Regions from separate parts of the Canis lupus genome. Here region 1 is linked to region 2. Evidence: chromatin contacts called from public Hi-C data. All regions are on one chromosome and are shown on one strand. The core of a region is the stretch at or near the end of the contact, and the rest is flanking DNA. Distances in the headings are between cores, read along the strand shown.

What was found. A called contact is a pair of places that touch in the nucleus more often than the background predicts.
Region 1: a contact with region 2 is called in a Hi-C map of blood, with 4 times the contacts expected there. The contact joins two enhancer-like sites. A contact is called at or near these places in 2 of 9 Hi-C or Micro-C datasets (both in blood).

The regions. Positions count from the first base shown.
Region 1 is chr27:9,890,870-9,893,865 of UU_Cfam_GSD_1.0, reverse strand. It overlaps the pseudogene LOC100684567. Among named protein-coding and RNA genes, the nearest start is that of CD69, 58 kb to the left of the region's middle. Within about 2 kb of position 1,690, at least 3 of the 20 cell types and tissues checked have an H3K27ac peak or open chromatin away from gene starts, as enhancers often do. A contact at or near this core is called in blood, where this site is marked.
Region 2 is chr27:9,799,423-9,802,497 of UU_Cfam_GSD_1.0, reverse strand. No RefSeq gene overlaps it. Among named protein-coding and RNA genes, the nearest start is that of KLRB1, 12 kb to the right of the region's middle. Within about 2 kb of position 1,652, at least 3 of the 20 cell types and tissues checked have an H3K27ac peak or open chromatin away from gene starts, as enhancers often do. A contact at or near this core is called in blood, where this site is marked.

The DNA of each region.
Region 1 (2,996 bases), core at 441-2,940, 91 kb before region 2:
CATCATATCATAACATTATAAACCAACTTGTATATGTTGAGTTGGATAGTGTATATAAACTTAAAGCATTTGTATTACGGCTTGTTAACGACTATATTCCAGGGGAAAATAAGTTTTATTTTATGAGCACAGTAGTGTTTATAAAACTATAAGAATATTTATTAGCCCGATTTTCAGACTAAACTACTTGAAAATACGGAATATTTCATGGGACAATAATCACCAAAGATTTGCTGTGTACAGTGGATGGACACAAAACTACCTAACACTTTGTACTGCAAGTACTCTGCAAGGTCTTGGGATTCAGGCAGTGCTGCTGACTGTGCAGGTATTCTGGTTTGCATTCATCCGCTAAAAGGCATGGGATGGGGGTATTTCCTGCTCATATGATTCTAGGATAGAGTCTAGCAAGTGATTCTACGGTGGTCTCAGAATCATTTGTTTGGTAATCTTGCCTCAGATATTTTGGAAATGATCCCTTCTTACTTTCTTTCTCCTCTCATATTTGGAAATACATTCTTTTTTACATATATATCCAGGAGTTCTTGGATTATAGTGTTCAGGAGCAAGAAGCTACTGGCATCCACATGGCCAGCTGTAGGGTTTTCCCAGGGAGAAGTCTCTGTTAGATGAAGAAAATAGGCAGACCTATGAGGCTGACCTAAGCCACAATTTCATTAATCAGTTGACCTCCTTATGTCCCTACTCTGATCAGTATAATACAATGATGGTTTGAGTCTCTTGAAATTAGTGTTCATTCAGAGTCAATGTCCAATAACACTTCAAAAGTCTGATTGTTTCTCTTCCCTCAATGAAAGACTAATGGTCGTAGATCTCTTTGGGGAGTGGAAAAAAAATGAACTATATAATTTTTTTTTCTGTTTAATAGAGTTATTTCTCAAAGACTTGCCCCCCACTTTTAATTTAAAAGATTCTGGGTCTGGGACACCTGGGTGGCTCAGCAGTTGAGCATCTGCCTTTAGCTTAGGGTGTGATTCTGGAGTCCCAGGATCAAGTCCCGCATTAGGCTTCTTACAGGGACCCTGCTTCTCCCTCTGCCTATGTATCTGCCTATGTGTGTGTGTGTGTGTGTGTGTGTGTGTTTTTCTCATGAATAAATAAATAAAATCTTTAAAAAAAAAAAAGATTCTGCATCTGTAAAATAGCTCAAGTAAGCAAATTGAGCAGACATGACCTCTTACAGAATTCAGGTTAGACTTCTGGTCACTTGACCATCTACTTAAGTGAGGACATTACAGGTGCTTCAAGCAAAGTAAGGCTAACCTACTTGGATGGGAGTGGAAAGGCTACATTTACTGGCAAAAAGGATGCAATAGAATTTGGGGTTTCATGTCCCTAGCTCGATTAGAATCTTCCCATATGTCCTGATTCCAGTTTTCAAGATCTCAATCCTTCCCAGCCAGTGTCTTCACATTAACAGAAGACATTTTGCAATGCTTAAAAATCCAGAAATTCCCTCTCTTCAGTCCCTCACAATGCTGCAAATGTGGCCGAAAGTTTCATCTTTCGGCCAAATTCCCTAAAAAATGTCCAGCTATATCTAGGAACTTTCTACCTTGCCTCTTGACATTTTACCTGATAACAAAAACAAGCAGTGCCCACTCTCTCCAGCAGATGGAGCCATTAAACAAACGTGTCCTTAGGAAGACATCAGAAAACTTAGCTAACCCCTTTTCTGTATGGTCGGTCATCTGAGACATTGATAGCAACAGTTAACATCAGTAACTGACTTAACTACAGCTTACAGTTAAGAAAAGAAAAAAAATGCAATTAGTAGATACCATAAAAAAGCTTACGGAATGAGAGAAAATAATTAATTTTTATCTATTTTATAAAGCCCTGACCACAGAAGAGGCAAATTGATATGGAGGTGAGAGCATAAAAGCATGAGCTGACCTGTCTTCAGAGCTTAGTGAACTTGTGGTCTCTAGTGATACTTGGAATAACATGAGGGAGGTGAGCATGCACATCCTAGTGAGTGAGGGTGGGAGGGGACTGAGAGGAAGTTTTAAGATCCCTGCTGCCAGGCAAGCTGTTTACTGTCATCTCTGTAACGTAACCTGTACCAGAAACTGAAAGCTGAGATATATGAAGATTCACAATGAATCATTAGATCACTTTTTGCTCACCTCCACAATGCATCCAATTCCTTGGACAGCCCAATCAAATAGTTAAGTTAGCCTTAAAATTTGAAGAAGAGGAAAAAAAGCATGGAAACATATATGTAAATCAGTATTAACACATCTCACTTTTTAGTTTCCATTAACCAGAGAATCATACCACAGCACTCTAAATATAGAGGTGAACTATAAAACTGTCACAAAAACAAAAACTGTTTTTGATAAAAACAATGGCAACAGAACCAGGACAGTAAATCTGAACTATACCAGTTGTGGATGAAAGAAGAAAAAAAAAAAAAAGATCCAGTTACTATGAGATCAACAGGAATACTAAAAATTGGATGTTTCTGTGAAAAAAAAATGGCTACAGAGATATGATTTAGAAATCAATTTCATCAGAATGCTTAGAAGTTGAAATGAATAGGATCTCTGATGTAAATCGAACAAATAGAAGGTAACCATGCAAAATAATCCCAAATTTGCTTTAAACAGTTCACTCTCTTGAGCCTTCAATTTGAGTACTAAAAAGTCACCACTTAAATAGTATGTACTACTTATTGAGCATAGTTTTAAGGTGTTTTAAGAATTTTAAATATATATGAACCTTACCAAAAAGCTCCTAGGTAAGGGCTCCAGGAGTGGCTCAGTTGGTTAAGCATCTGACTCTTGATTTTGGTTCAGGTCAGGATCTCAGGGTTATGGGACCATGCCCCAAGGCTCCACACTCAGGCTCCACACTCAGTGGGGAGTCAGCTTGAGATTCTCTCTCCCCCTCCCCCTGTCCTTCTCCTACTGACCCTCTCTCAAATAAACAAATAAATCTCTTTTTTTTAAGCTGCTAGGTAGACACTGCTA
Region 2 (3,075 bases), core at 403-2,902:
AAATATGCTTCTCCTATGACCTAGCAACCTTGCTCCTTGGTATTTACACAAATGAGCTGAAAATTGATTTAAAAACTGACACCCACAAGAAAACTGCAAAAGCCTTTTTGTATTGGCTATATTCATAAGTGTCAAAGTTTGAAAGCAACCAAAATGCCTGTCAATAGACAAATGGATAAACACAATACGAAACAAATTTAGACCAAAAAAAGAATTCCTGTAACAGATAAAATTCAAAGGGTAAGGCATAATAAAGAAATGAAAAATGAACTGGCAGCACTCAGCACAGAAAAGGAAGCTAAAAGGGACCTGATATTCTTATCAGAAAGAAAAGAATGCCCTCTGATATCTGATAAAGGAAAACTATGTTAGAGATACCATGACATAAAACTGACGCTGCAAACCAAGTCAAGGCAATTAAAAAGTGATCTTTAAGAAAGAAAATGACATGCATAAAATTAGTATTCCTGAAGACTAGCCCACAGTAGAAAGCAGCTAAGCATTAAAAGAAGAAGCCTTTCCTGAAATAAGACAACTAAATCAGAGCAAAGAATAAATAAAGCAGATTTTGGTAAAGTTTCTTATTTTTCAGTTTAAAGATAAAGCATGTTGCTTACAATGGGGAATTCCAACCATAGACTTTGTGGCATGTTGTGCCACTGTAGACTTTGCCACAACCACATCAACGGCTGGAAATAATAGAATGTCTGCACTGAGAAAAATATTGAGTGAGGCAAGTTCTTATACTCATGTAGTTCTCATGCAAGTTAAAACCAAAATATAACATTAGGATTTTATAGAATACAACATACACAACATATATGTTTCTAAAAACAAACTACTTGATGAATAAATAGATCCAGCTGACTAATAGATAGTTACAAATAAGGATCTCAGGAAAGATAAAGACTTTGTATGAAATAAAGAGAACTATAGATTCTTCACTAGGGTTAATGATTGTACTTAATAGAAAGTTTAAACTAAGTGCTGCATAACTATGATTAAACTGTGTATGATGAAGTAACAATGAAAGATACAAGAAAAGCAAGTGAATCACTGAACTCTACCTCAGAAACTAATAATATGTTAATTCTTTTATAACTTTTCTATTTAGAATTTGTCTTAAGCTATTTCTCTCAAGTGGAAAAAAGAAAAGAAAGAAAGGTAGGAACAAGGGGCAACAACCTAAGAAATCACCCTTAAAAGGATCTTACACTAGCCAGGAAGGAACCCTCCACCCTCAGGCACGTGAACAGCTATCTGATAGGTAGACGAACACGTGGACATTTGATTGGGTGACAGGCGCATGGACAATCAGATTAAAACATCCCCTAAAAGCCCCTAAACTTAGAAACTCAATGTTGTAGGACACCTAGGTGGCTCAGCGGCTGGGCGCCTGTCTTTTGGTTCAGGTCGTGATCCTGGGATCTCAGGATCCGGGATCGAGTCCCACATCAGGCTCCCTGCATGGCGCCTACTTCTCCCTCTGCCTATGTCTCTGCCTCTGTCTCTCACTCTGTGTCTTTCATGAATAAATAAATAAATCTTTAAAAAACGAAAACAAAAAACAACTCATGTTGTAACCTCTGGTACTGCCTTCCTCTTCCGGAGCTCTGAACTACGGCTGGATAAGTTTTGTTTTACTGTCCACCACTTTTCACCTGGTCTACTTCTTCATTTCTTGAAGCAGCAAACCGTGGCAGTAAAAGAAAAATCTTACAACATTAGAACTATGGCTAAACCACAACTGAAAGTATCATTAACTAAAAATATATGTGTAAATACAGGAAGTCTAAATGTGGCCAAATTCTTCCTCTGGCAAAGGTAGAAATTCACTTGCTGGACTTTTGATTAGAAAACAAATACAAAATTAAGAAAATTAAATTGTGAAAGTTACAGAGTGACATCAATATCATAACAACATAAGAAATTCCTCATCGTGTCTTCTGTTAACACTTAAAACTTGGCATTTATCCATGAACAAAAGTGCCTCTGTGGGAGCTTGTGTTATCCAGCACCATATCTCAAGAGACTCAGGAGAAGTCTCACTCACCTGTGAATTGGGTAATAGGCAGACAGATCCCCACACGGCTGTGGAACCAGTAGGATCATCCAGTCCCTTTTAGGGTGCCTGGAAAATGCTGACTTGGGCAGATATTCACAGACACAAGCACCTTTATACAAGTTCAGGCTACTGGAGGAAAAGTTCCAGCACTCCACCGGAGCACAAAAACAAACAAAAAACAAAAACCAGAAGAGTTTGGAAGCTTTGGGATGGGTAAGAGGAAATTTGCAAGAATCATTCCTCCCTGACAGTGGCACAGTTTAGAGAATGAGACCTGGGTTTCCTCCCACAAGGGAAAAATTAGAAGAGCAAGTGAGTGCCTGGCTTACCCAGTGTATAGGACACTGCTAGAGAAACTCTTCTCTCCCACACAACCTGGAGTATTAAGGCAAGAGTTCTGTGACTCAGGGAGGGGAGGAGATTGAGAGAGAGAGAGAGAGAGAATATTAGAGGGTGTTCCAGGAACACCAATCCTAATTTTCTTCTAGACTCCAGTAAAAGGTCTGGCGAAGACCTGCTAGGAAAAACTTCACCTGAGGATCAGCCCAGCTGGCCCATGGGCCCCCCCAGTGCCCTAATCGCCAAACTGACACCTCTCCCTCACCCCACCCACTTTGTGGCTGGCTCTTTGTGGGCCCGCCGCTGGGTGACAGCAAAAAGAAGCTAGATAGGAGAGTAAGTGCAGAACACAAAACCGGATTTGAGGCAAGACAGAACACAATCTTCAGCTGTAGCACCACCCTCAGGAATACATAGAGAGATTACCAAAGCCAACGTGCTCTGTTGCAAGGTGGAGAGAACTATACAAACTTAAGAATTATGCCAAAATAGGAAACAAGTATATCCATGTGAGGTCAGAGAAAGCCTCAAAATATGAGCAGGAGCAACAAAAAGTACCTCTCACTTGAAGGCAGCTAGTAATGATTGAAAGAAGTGACTGTGGCTTCAAATATGAAGTAATGCAAAATTCCAATTAATCAGATTCAGAAAACTTTAATTCTGTAACATAA